2 separate regions of the Gossypium arboreum genome follow, and region 1 is linked to region 2. The links are chromatin contacts, called in public Hi-C maps. All regions are on one chromosome and are shown on one strand. Each heading gives the region's core, a stretch centred on a gene start, on an enhancer-like site or on the middle of the called end of the contact. The rest is flanking DNA. Distances are from core to core; before and after follow the strand shown. Region 1 holds the start of LOC108459813 (BTB/POZ domain-containing protein At3g22104-like). Region 2 holds the start of LOC108459642 (putative cyclin-D6-1).

Evidence for each region. Hi-C and Micro-C count contacts between places; a contact is called where the count stands out from the background.
Region 1: a Hi-C map of leaf shows a contact between it and region 2, with 2.2 times the contacts expected there. The contact joins the promoter of LOC108459813 here to the promoter of LOC108459642 in region 2. A contact is called at or near these places in 2 of 5 Hi-C or Micro-C datasets (both in leaf).

Annotation. Positions count from the first base shown.
Region 1 is chr4:115,889,392-115,895,289 of ASM2569848v2, reverse strand. It overlaps LOC108459813 (BTB/POZ domain-containing protein At3g22104-like), which reads left to right and starts at 3,171. Exons shown (of 3, transcript XM_017759212.2): 1 at 3,171-3,417; 2 at 3,507-4,435; 3 at 4,521-5,278. The coding sequence starts at 3,339. The coding sequence ends at 4,922.
Region 2 is chr4:115,495,237-115,500,421 of ASM2569848v2, reverse strand. LOC108459642 (putative cyclin-D6-1) reads right to left here and starts at 3,828. Exons shown (of 6, transcript XM_017759043.2): 1 at 3,378-3,828; 2 at 3,212-3,292; 3 at 2,735-2,830; 4 at 2,436-2,637; 5 at 2,228-2,358; 6 at 1,686-2,120. The coding sequence starts at 3,569. The coding sequence ends at 1,944.

The DNA.
Region 1 (5,898 bases), core at 1,922-4,421, 400 kb before region 2:
ATAGCAAAATAGGGGAGACTTCGAATAATAAAATGTACTTATTGGCTAGACAAAAAATTCTAAAAATTTTATGTTAAGAAGATATATGAGTCTAGTTTCTGGAAAAATTAACAGATATTAATTTGGAGTTCCATAGCTTGGGTTATAAATAATTTATCGACTATGACTCGAGTAGATAGCTTGACCAGAATATGAATAAAAGCCTAATTATAGTTGTATTACCTAAGGAAACATGTTATTATAATGCTTATTATTTTCATATGGACTTACTAAGCATAAAGCTTACTCCCCCTTTCCAGCTTTTTAGTTTTGACAGGTCAGCTTGGGGTTGGAGATCTTCGGAGGCAGCATCACACTATTGAGCCTTTGTCGTTGGAGTATTGACATGTATATGTTAAACATGTTCAAGTGAGTGGCATGTGTAGGGACTTAGTTTTTCTATGATCGATGTTATTGTGATTAGCCAAATATATTGGCTTATAATGATTTGTTGTATGTGGCCATGAGATGTGGCTTATAATGATTTTGGCTTGTAAGCCTATTCATCCATGATATGTGTAAATGTCTTGTGATGTGGGGATGTGATTAGGCTTGTTCACTATGTATAAGAAGTATATGGCATATGTACATGGTGAATTCCTTAGGACCATTCGAGGTGGTCATGACCATGGAATAAATGTGTGATATGGTAATAAGTTGTTAATGCCCTGAACATGGATGTTTAATTTATAAGTTAGTAAGCATAGTATAATGGTATAAGGAATAGAAAGGGGTGACTTAAGGCTTGGAAAATAGCCTATTATGGTCCACATGGTTGGACACACGGGCGTGTGTCTAGGCCGTGTGTGACACACGGTTCCCTCCCACGGGTGTGTGCTATGGTCGTGTGTCCCCTACACTTAAAATTTTAAGTTAGTATAGGACATGGGTAGGTCACACGGGCGTGTGCCATAGCCGTGTCCCAAAGTCAGTATTGAACACGGACAAGCAGCATGGGCGTGTGCCATGGCCGTGTTTAAAAGTCAGTGTTTCCCACGGGCTAAGGGCATGGACGTGCCCCAAGTCATACAAGCGTGTGAGTCCACACGGTCCACCTACATGAGCGTGTGACAATCCAAAGCTAGAAATTTATTAAGTTGTCCAAAGTTTACCAAATGTTTTCGATTTTGTCCCGAACTGCCTTAATGTAGGTTATAGGCCTCAATGGCCTGTATAATGGACGATATGTGTATGTTCTAGAAGTTTTAATTTTGGGCGAAATTTGGTGACCCGATTTTGTATGTTTATGAATGTTTAAAGTCTGGTAATGCCTCGAGCCCTGTCCCGGTATTGGATACTGGTGAGGGGTGTTACACAAATAGCAGAAAACCTTATGTATCATGAGAGGACTAAGGACATAGAAATTGACTATCATTTTATAAGAGAAAAGATACAAGAATGGCTTATAGCTACTGAACATGTGTCAACAGCAGATCAACTGGCAGATATTATGACGAAAGCTTTGAGGTCACAACAGCATTGTCATCTGACTTCCAAGTTGGGGTTAAAAAATATTTTTACACCTCCAACTTGAGGGGGAGTGTAGAAAGAGTTATAGGCTGTTGAAGCAGTTAGAAAAGTTAGGTTTTCTGTTATGAATTAATTGAGCCGGAGTTGTGTAAATATTTAATAGTTGTAACCTTATGATTTACGAGAATACAGATACATTCTTTATACTTTTGAAAAATTTGAATTATAATTTTTAAGAGAGCTAAAATATAATTTTATCTTTATATTAACATAAAATCTTACAATTTCTCAAAGGTTTAAATTATAACCTTTTCATACTTAGAGGGTCAAGATTGAATTTTTATATTTAGTATGTCAAAATACAATTTTATTATTAGATTAACTTAAAGTTTAACCAATTTTAGAAGAACTAAATGAATAATTTTCTATTTTGAGAAAGAAAGCCCATTCCTATTCCCCTAACTCACCACTTTGAGTAATTCTAATTCTAATTATATTTTCTATAATTACAATTGTACCTAACGTCTTAATGCCCGTGATAAATGATAAATTAAAAAATCAAATAAAATATTCCAAAAATCTTACCACACATTTAAAATACAATTATATATTTAAAAATAAGATGCAATAAAGTCTAAAACTAATTAATCATAGTAACATAAAGAATATGTACGATATTAAAATAAAAAACTCAAATATCTTCAAATAATATAATTTACTTTAATTATGGAAGGATATTTCCATAATTTCTTAATCGAGTTGGTATTGACATCAATTCAATCGAAGTTTTATTAATAGTATAGATATAAAACTAAAGGAGGTAATAAAATATGGACAATAAAAATAAAATGTAGGGAAATATTAAAATAAAGTTTTAGTTAAGTGGTAAATTAAATATTTTATTAATATATTTGATGTGGGGTTTAATTCTTCTTATTTATGCATATTTTTATTGATTATTTAGAAAGTGAAAAGATTAATATACCTTCTAATAATATTATGAAAGACATCCTCGTAATTTTTAATTGAATTAGTGCCTAATTATCTTGTAACTTTCACTCCAATGTTTAAATAGTGGCATTGATTAAAAATATAAATTAACTTGGATTTTAAGGATATCTTTGTCAACCCCATGCACGGGTCTAGATACTGGCAGCGAGAAACAGGGAACAAGAGACAAGTAAAGCCAGCAAATCAAAAAAATCATTATATTACTGTAGCTTTGAACGTCTCGTTCGGTCTGACCTCTTACACCATTTTTTTAGTACATTTCTAAATTCTCTTGATCACGCCTCTAAGTATATTCTAATAAAATATAGGATATTGCACAATATTTCTTATCACAAAAGTCAAAACGATACTTGTGATTATCATAATTGGAGGAAAAACAAAATGTTTGATTCGCCATTTTCCTGATTTGATTCAATTATTTATAATGCTTGATTGCTTGAACTAAAATTGGGAATAAATGTTTGGGGTGATTGTGATTCATAATCTATCATATTTATATTCTTTTGATTCTTGCCTTTTCAGAAATGTGGAATCTATAGATACTATCTTCTTCTGTACCATTATCATTTAATTTCCCATCTACATGTGGGTCATATAAGTAGATATTCCCTTTTTTTCCCGTTCTCTCTTTGTTCAAGACTTTTGCCCATTTTTTTTCCTTATTTATTGGTGTAGTTTTGGGTGATTCTGGGAAAGGACTAAGGGTTGCTTTCATAGCACTAGACATGGATTACTGTTACAATTGACATCTTCATTTCTGGTCCTCCTTTTTACTCTTTTCTTGGTTCATTCTTGTTTTTGGATTATTTGAATTCGGGATGGAGGATCCTATTCCATTGCTGATACCCCGGTATATGCCGACAAGGATGCTTGAGGACAAACCAAGAGTCTGGTTAGGTAGCATCAAATGGAATCCTAATTTTTATCATTGCTAGACTTTTTATGTTTTCTTTAATAATTTGTCCATTGTTGTTGTATTGCCATAGTTTCTGCTGTTGAATCCATGGAGATGAACATTTCTGTCTCAGGGGCAGGGAACTGTAATCTATTACAAAAAACCAAGGACTCCATTGATGAGCTCAGTTTTTGGACATGGTCTGATCTTTTGGTTGCTTTGAAGCATTACCAAGATTCACCGCGGACTGCTACCTCTTCTGGTATACTTGAGAAATGCTTGGATTCACTTGTTGGGAGGCTTGCCATGGCTAGTGAAGTAACCCCTTGTGCATCTACTTCTTCTCCAGATAGCTCAGGGCTTCGGATTTCGTTCAATACTAGGAGTACCCAGAGCTCGAAAAACGGCCTATTTCGAGCAACTTGGTGGTTCGAAGACCTTTCGGCATTGAATCCCAATTTGATTGAAATGCTGGTGAAATCTATGGTGTCTCGGGGGTACAATCATGTTATCGTCAGTGGTTTCCTCTTTTATTACCAGAAGTCGAAGTTTTATACGGCCTCATCGGATGAGAAACGTGAAGTTCTAGAAATTGTGATCGATATGCTTTACACTCTTGATCCGAGTTCTATTTCGTGCAAGAGTTTGTTTGGCGTTCTTCGTCCGGTGCTGCGTTCCAACATAAGCAAAAGTTGCAGGAACAAGTTGGAGAGTATGATAGGTTCTCAACTAGATCAAGCAACAATAGACAATCTCCTAATTCCATCATATGGGAGAAGTTATCTGTATGATGTAAACCTTGTTCTTAGGTTCCTCAAGGCATTTTTACGTGATGGAGGCTCGGAATTATCTCCGATACGAATGAAAAAGGTAGCTAGCTTGATAGATCTCTATATAACAGAAGTAGCTCCGGATCGTTGCCTAAAATCATCCAAGTTTTCAGCTTTGGTAATGGTCCTGCCGGATTCTTCCAGGGACTCATGGGATGAATTGTACCATGCCATGGACATTTATTTGGAGGTAGACTTTGATATCATTTATAAAAGGTTCCTTATATATGTTCTCTTTTTTTTTTGTTCATTTGGATTAAATATGCTTTCAGTAGGTTCATACAGGGTTGTCTGAAGTAGAAAAAATGGAGATATGTGGTGGATTGAACTATAAGAAGCTCTCTAGTGAGGCCTGCATGCACCTTTCTCAAAACACAAAATTCCCATCAACAAGCGCAGTGCAAGCTCTTATTTCACAGCAATGGAAGCTTAAGAACTTGCTTGAGGGCATGCACAATGCCAAGCATTATACGGATTTCACCGCAAAGGAAGATAGGGGCAGGGAACAAGTTGTAGTTTACAATGAAAAGCTCAGAGCACAATTACAAGGGATGCAATGGAGGGTGATGGAATTGGAGAAAGTGTGTAAGAAAATGCAGACCCAAATGGCCAAAATCATGAAAGCCAAAGTATTAACCCATAGTAATGCAAGACCCCTGCCTAGACTCTGTTCATGAAAGCGAAATTTTTGCATATACCACTTTGTGTCTTTTAATTATTTCACTTGTGTATGTATAGCATTGAGGTGTGTGTGATAAGAGTTTTCCTTTATTTTTTCTCCAAGGTTGAGTCGTTTTCAACAGTCGGTCTCAGTCTGAGGCAAATGGGTGCGCGGCAGTTGGCAGTATATATTCTTTAGCCAACACCCAATAATGGATTAGTTCATAGTTGCTTTGGTGGGGTTACCTATTTGATGTTACAACTCAAATATACTTCAGTAAATCCTCTCAAATTTTGAATTTATAGATGCTTCTATGTTTATGTAACCATTCTTGGCAATTTGAAGATAAAAGATAAGGTCATTTGAAACTTGATTTTTCTGCATCATGTAATTTATATTTATTACATGACATTTTTCCTTGTGTTTTATGATTTTGAATGATTAATTATTTATTTCTGAGTTATATTTAGATTTTTAATGGAATAGGTGAATGAATTAGACCAAAAGGAATTTGAAGATGAATTTTGATAATATTTTGTGATTTGGACCTGTTTAAAGATTTCAATTTGACCCACTTTACTGTTATTGATCATAGGTTAGCCTAATAAACTTTGACTTGAGTCTATATTAGACTTGTCTATGGGTCGAGTCACTTGAAAGTTTAAGTCTGCTCGAAATGTAAAATGATTTGGGCAAAATTATAGGTTTGAAAAATAGGCATAGACAAAAAAAATAAGACCTGTTTTCTAAAAAATCCGAGCCTTGGGTAAGCTTTTTTTTGCCCGGCCCTGAGCCCAACCCGAATTTGCAAAAAAAAAAAAATACTGCTACTATTTTTTACTTTTTTTTCATTGTTTTGCTATAATTTCACTATTATATTGTTATTATTGTTTGTATATTATATAACTCTTATTTTATTATTAATTTTGCTATTATTTTAGAAGTATTTGCTTGTTAAATTGCACTTATCATAGTGTTATTTAAGTATATAT
Region 2 (5,185 bases), core at 2,579-5,078:
AGCTAAGATTTTGAAAATATGTGATGTTAATCTAAAACACTCTTAGCATTGGTTAATCATGTAAAAAGGAGTAACTTTCAACTAGTGGAAGTTAAGGAGATATAAGATGGCAATTCAAATTGCGGATTCAGATATTTGAGGATATTCAATCCGAAATTTGTGGATTCGGATATTAAAATTATTATCTGCTATGGATTTGGATATTATCTACCTTTTTTAAGTCTTTTTCTTTGTAAACAGATGTCAATTCTATAGGTATAAGAGTTGTGCTCACATAAGAAGGGTGGCTTATAATATCTTAGAAAGGCCTTAGGGCCAAGGCATTCAAACTTGTCCATATATGAAAAAGAGTACCTATATATACTAATGGTAGTAACAAATGGAGGCATTATCTTAAGAGAACCAATTTTGTCATCAAACAAACCATGAAGCCATAAAGCCTTTGTTGGAGCAGAAACAAACCATTGGTATTAAAAGAAAGGCTTAACCAAATTGTTGTATCTAAATTATACTATCGAAAACAAGAAAGGAAAAACTAATGCAATTACAAATACCTTGTCAAAGGCACTTTGAGGAGTAGGGTTTGTGCCTAATTCTGACATCTACTACTCTTGTAATAAGTGGGTTTAAGATATTGAAGAAAGTTACAAAAGAAGACCAGAATGTGCAAGAAAAGATTATTGCCTTAGCAATTCGTCCTACAGCTCAACCTTCATTTTCGTCTGAAAATGGAATAGTAAGAATCAAATAGAAAGTGTGCATTGGTGATAGTGGGCCTTTGAAGCAACAACTGCTTCAAGATTTGCATGACTCACCTCAATGAGGCCACTTACCATAAACTTAAGCTCTACTTTTACTGGCCTAACATGTCGAAACAAGTGCAGGAATTTATTCAGCAACGTGATACATGCCAAAGGAATAAAATTGAACATTTTTGTTTACCTTGGCAAGCTAAATCCAATACCTATACAACATCAGAGTTGGGAAGTTATGACTATGCACTTTATTAAAGCCCTTCTTAAGCTTTACAACTCAAGCTGTATTTTGGTCATTATCAATAATTTACCAAATACTGTTGGAAAAAAAATATTGAAACAAGAAAATAAAATAACATTAGTAAAATAAGATAGTTTGAGGTGTATACAACATATTTTTAGGCTCTAATTTGCTTTCAAGATACAACAAAACCCTTAATATTCCAAGCAAAACAATAAAAATGACTAATAGAAAAGTCTTTTACAGAATAAAATACCTTATCCTAAAATATATCTTTTAATGATACATATTTCAGAGGATTGTGTTGTTTTACAATTTTACACAAAGTTGTCTCTACAAGATAACTTTTCATATATTTTTAACATAACTATTTGATCAATAATTATAATTTATTAAACTTTTCTAGACAATAAAATATTATTCCCTACTACCAATCCTTGTAAGAAAAAGATCAATTAAAAAAAAGCTCTCTCAAAACAGAGAATTTAAAAATAAAAAAAAAATCATTTTTATTGTCAACTTCTTGATCTAATGACAAAAATATTATGCTCTAGACATAAAAGTTTGGATTCAATTTCAAGCAACGTTATAATTATGGATTTCAAGTTTTATTTTTTTAGGCTTTCTCATTTTGCCACCGGTAATAACGACCCATCACCATTATTCTCCTGCTAGAAACTCTACAAAGATGAACAAAAATCCAACCATATAATTCGAAGTGTCAATTTTGTCCTTGTTTTTATTTGGTACCAACTAGAAAGGAAAGGAAAATAATCAAAGCAAACAAAATTCTCTTCGGTTTTCATCTCTTCAGCTCTCTTTAAGAAAGGGAGCGGATTAGCCATTAAGAATCATAATCATGTATCCCATTTCTTATTTGAACGTAAAGAGGTAGCTAGGCTCACTCTCAAAACAGTCCATTGATTCAAACCTCTCACCCACTATCATCAACAGTGTTGGACCTGAGAGAGGTGGCCCGTGTGGTTCTTCTCATAATCATTAGTTTTTCTTCTCTTGAACATGTCTCCTTCTGAACTTGAAAATTGCTGAGAAACCATATCTTCGGCCTGGTTGGACCTCCAACCCATATCGATTATCGAATTGTAGCAGTTTAACATGTTTTCCTGCACCCAAATTATCAGGTTTTTTATTATAGTTCAATCTTCTAATTTAAAATCTTTGTTGGTAGGTTTAAATTTTGTACCAACTAAGATAATGGGATGGGGTTTACCTTATTTACGTATGGACAGTAGGAAATTGCTTTTCTAAAACTGGGGAATTGCGAGGGAAAGAGTTCATGGGAAGCACAGACAAGTGCAGTTGCAGCAATTATTGATGGCTTGAACTCTAAAAGCTTTATATCTGTTATAAAATCAAAATTTATGGGAAATTTGAAGTACAGTAGTAGAGGTAAATGCATTTCACTGAAGTAGACCTACCATTTTGGGCTTCCATAATTATTTCAACAGCTCGAGCTTTGAGGACGTCCATTAATGGAGGATCTTTGAGCTTGAACAATGAAATAAAAAAGGATATGAACGAAAAAGGAGTAATCGAACGCATTCTCCATTTTAATGCTCCCAATATTACGTATTCCATTCGCTCTATTGTTTGTGCCTCAAACATGAAACCTCCATCGCCCTGCATATTATATTCCACACACACACAAAAAAAGGTTAATTTGATCATAAAAACAATTTATACATCTTGATAAACATGATATAATATATAATTTTACCTGAAAATGGGTAAGTTCAAACTCTAATTTGTTCATCTTGGCAGCTAAAGAGACACAAGAGATTGCAACAAGTCTAAGAACCCATGTATTAGGTTGCTGCAATATCACATCTTTTGTCAGTTATGGAGAAAAAGTAGCATAATGGTACAGCATTAGTACTTAAATTGTATTTTGAAAAGGGAAAAATTAATTATTGTATCTTAGTGAAAAATAAATTGATTCTTTCTATTAAAAATTGACATGTTTGATAAAATAACTAAATAATAATATAGGATCGATATGCTGTGTTTATCTCATATGAGTATACAAAACTAATTTTTATTAATAGAAATAGATAAATTTTAGGAGAATTTGAGTAGAAGTGAGGGATACAATCCAAATATATTCTCACAGTTTTTTTTACCCCGTTTTGGAGTACTATATCAAATTATCAATTGCAGAAATGTTGGTAACTAAATGGATATAAGGTTTCCTTACCGGTAACCCTTGGCTTGATAAGAAGCGGTCGAGATAATTGACAGCAAGATACGACAAAAAAGGACTGAATTTGCATGAAAACTGAAATCAAAAAACACAACCAAATTCAGCATGTATATGCATAAGCATGAACGCCATTAATAAGTTACGTTCCTTGGTACCATACCTGCGAGATTGAACAGATAGCTTCTCGTCTAATACTAGTAGCAAGATCACTAGCTTTGAGGGTCTTAATGTAAGTCTCAGTGGGCATATGATCAGATTCAACAAGGAAGAAGGAAGGGATAAAAGAGGGAACAGTACTAGAAACATGGAAGTCGTCGAAGTTTGTTAATGGGTTTTCAAGATCGAACTCCATCAAATTGATTTTAGAAAAAAGCTCAGTGGCGTTGAAGAGTGAGCACCGCTATATCTATGCACATCGTTTAAATGACAAGATGCAGTGATGATAAACAACAAGCATGGAGAGAGAGGCACACACACAGTTTTACCAGTTTTTTCTTTTGTTCCTTTCTCAAAAGATGGTATCTGAATACTTTGGAAATCCTCAACTTTGCTGATGTACGCTTATCTCTCTTACTTTAAAAGGGAAGTGATCAGATAAGATTATTTGGTGAATGCCCAAATTCGACATTCACTCATTCTCTTAACTTTTATAGGCTTTTGACCTTCACCAAATCATGATAATATATTATATAGATTTTACCTTTGTTAAATATTACATCTTTTTATATTAATTAAATTGTTGAGGTATTTTTTTTAGAGGAGTCTTCGAAGTATCATCTTCGAGAATGTTGATCTAATCCCTCAATAATGAAAAGTATTGTCTAACAGGAGAATTTTGTCTCCCACTCCACGAAAATCGTGTACTATTATAGAGGGGAACGCTCCAACCCTATGTGGATGTACGACCATCCACCAAGAGGCAACATGAACATCTCGACCTTGGTGAGATTTAAACCCCTTACCTATTCTATACATGTCAATTATGGAGTATATGATGCTACTTTGAGTAGGTCGGCTCCTTTAAAAAAAAAGTCTTCAAAGTGTTAATTAAAATTTGGATTTACAAATTGAATACTACCTTAAACACTGAATCTCCTGTCTCAGTGGAGGTGAATCAGAGAGAGAGTGGGCCTTTTACTTAGTATAACTTTGTTTATCTGCATATAGGTAAAGTAGTAAATGTCCAAATGTTTTTAAACAAGGCTAATTGCACATCATGTTTTCCCTTTACAATTTACTATACATGCAGTTCATTTCATTGTCAACATGGAAAGAACCCTACCTGTCCAGGTATATTCTTCTTAAAATTAAATATTGCTGCAACTGCTGCAATTACCTCTATTAAAGTCTGTAAACTACTTAGGTAAAGGTTTAAAAAAAGCAAAAGGAAAAGGGAAAAATATCTTTCAGCTATGCATCTATATAATGGAACTGCTGAAATCAAAAAGCGAAAACGAAATGTGATTTCATTGTTATCATGGTTAGAGATAAGTAAAACTCGATTCTATTAAAAAAATTGATTTTTTTTAATTTTGAGTTAATCGAATCGAGTTATTCAATTTTTTCGAGTAAATTTAAATTAGTAATTCGAGTTTCGATTTCTAATTGAGTTAAATTTTACAATTCCAATAACTAGAATAATTTGAATAACTCAAATAACATATTGGAATAAATACACATTCAATCCTTGTCAATTTTAAAATGAGCAAATCTATCTCTCTCATCAAAATTTATAAAACAAATTTAAAATAATTTTAAAATTCAAAATACTTATAAAATTTTCAAATTTTATATATTTTAAAAATATATAAAAATTTTAAATATATATTAAAAATTCCAAAATATTCTCAAGAATATATAAAAAGTTAAAATATTAAAAATATAAAATAATAATTTTGGGACCTAAATAAGTAAATTAATTATTCAAGTTTTTCATACTAAAGTATCCTATTTTTGCTCTTATTTTAC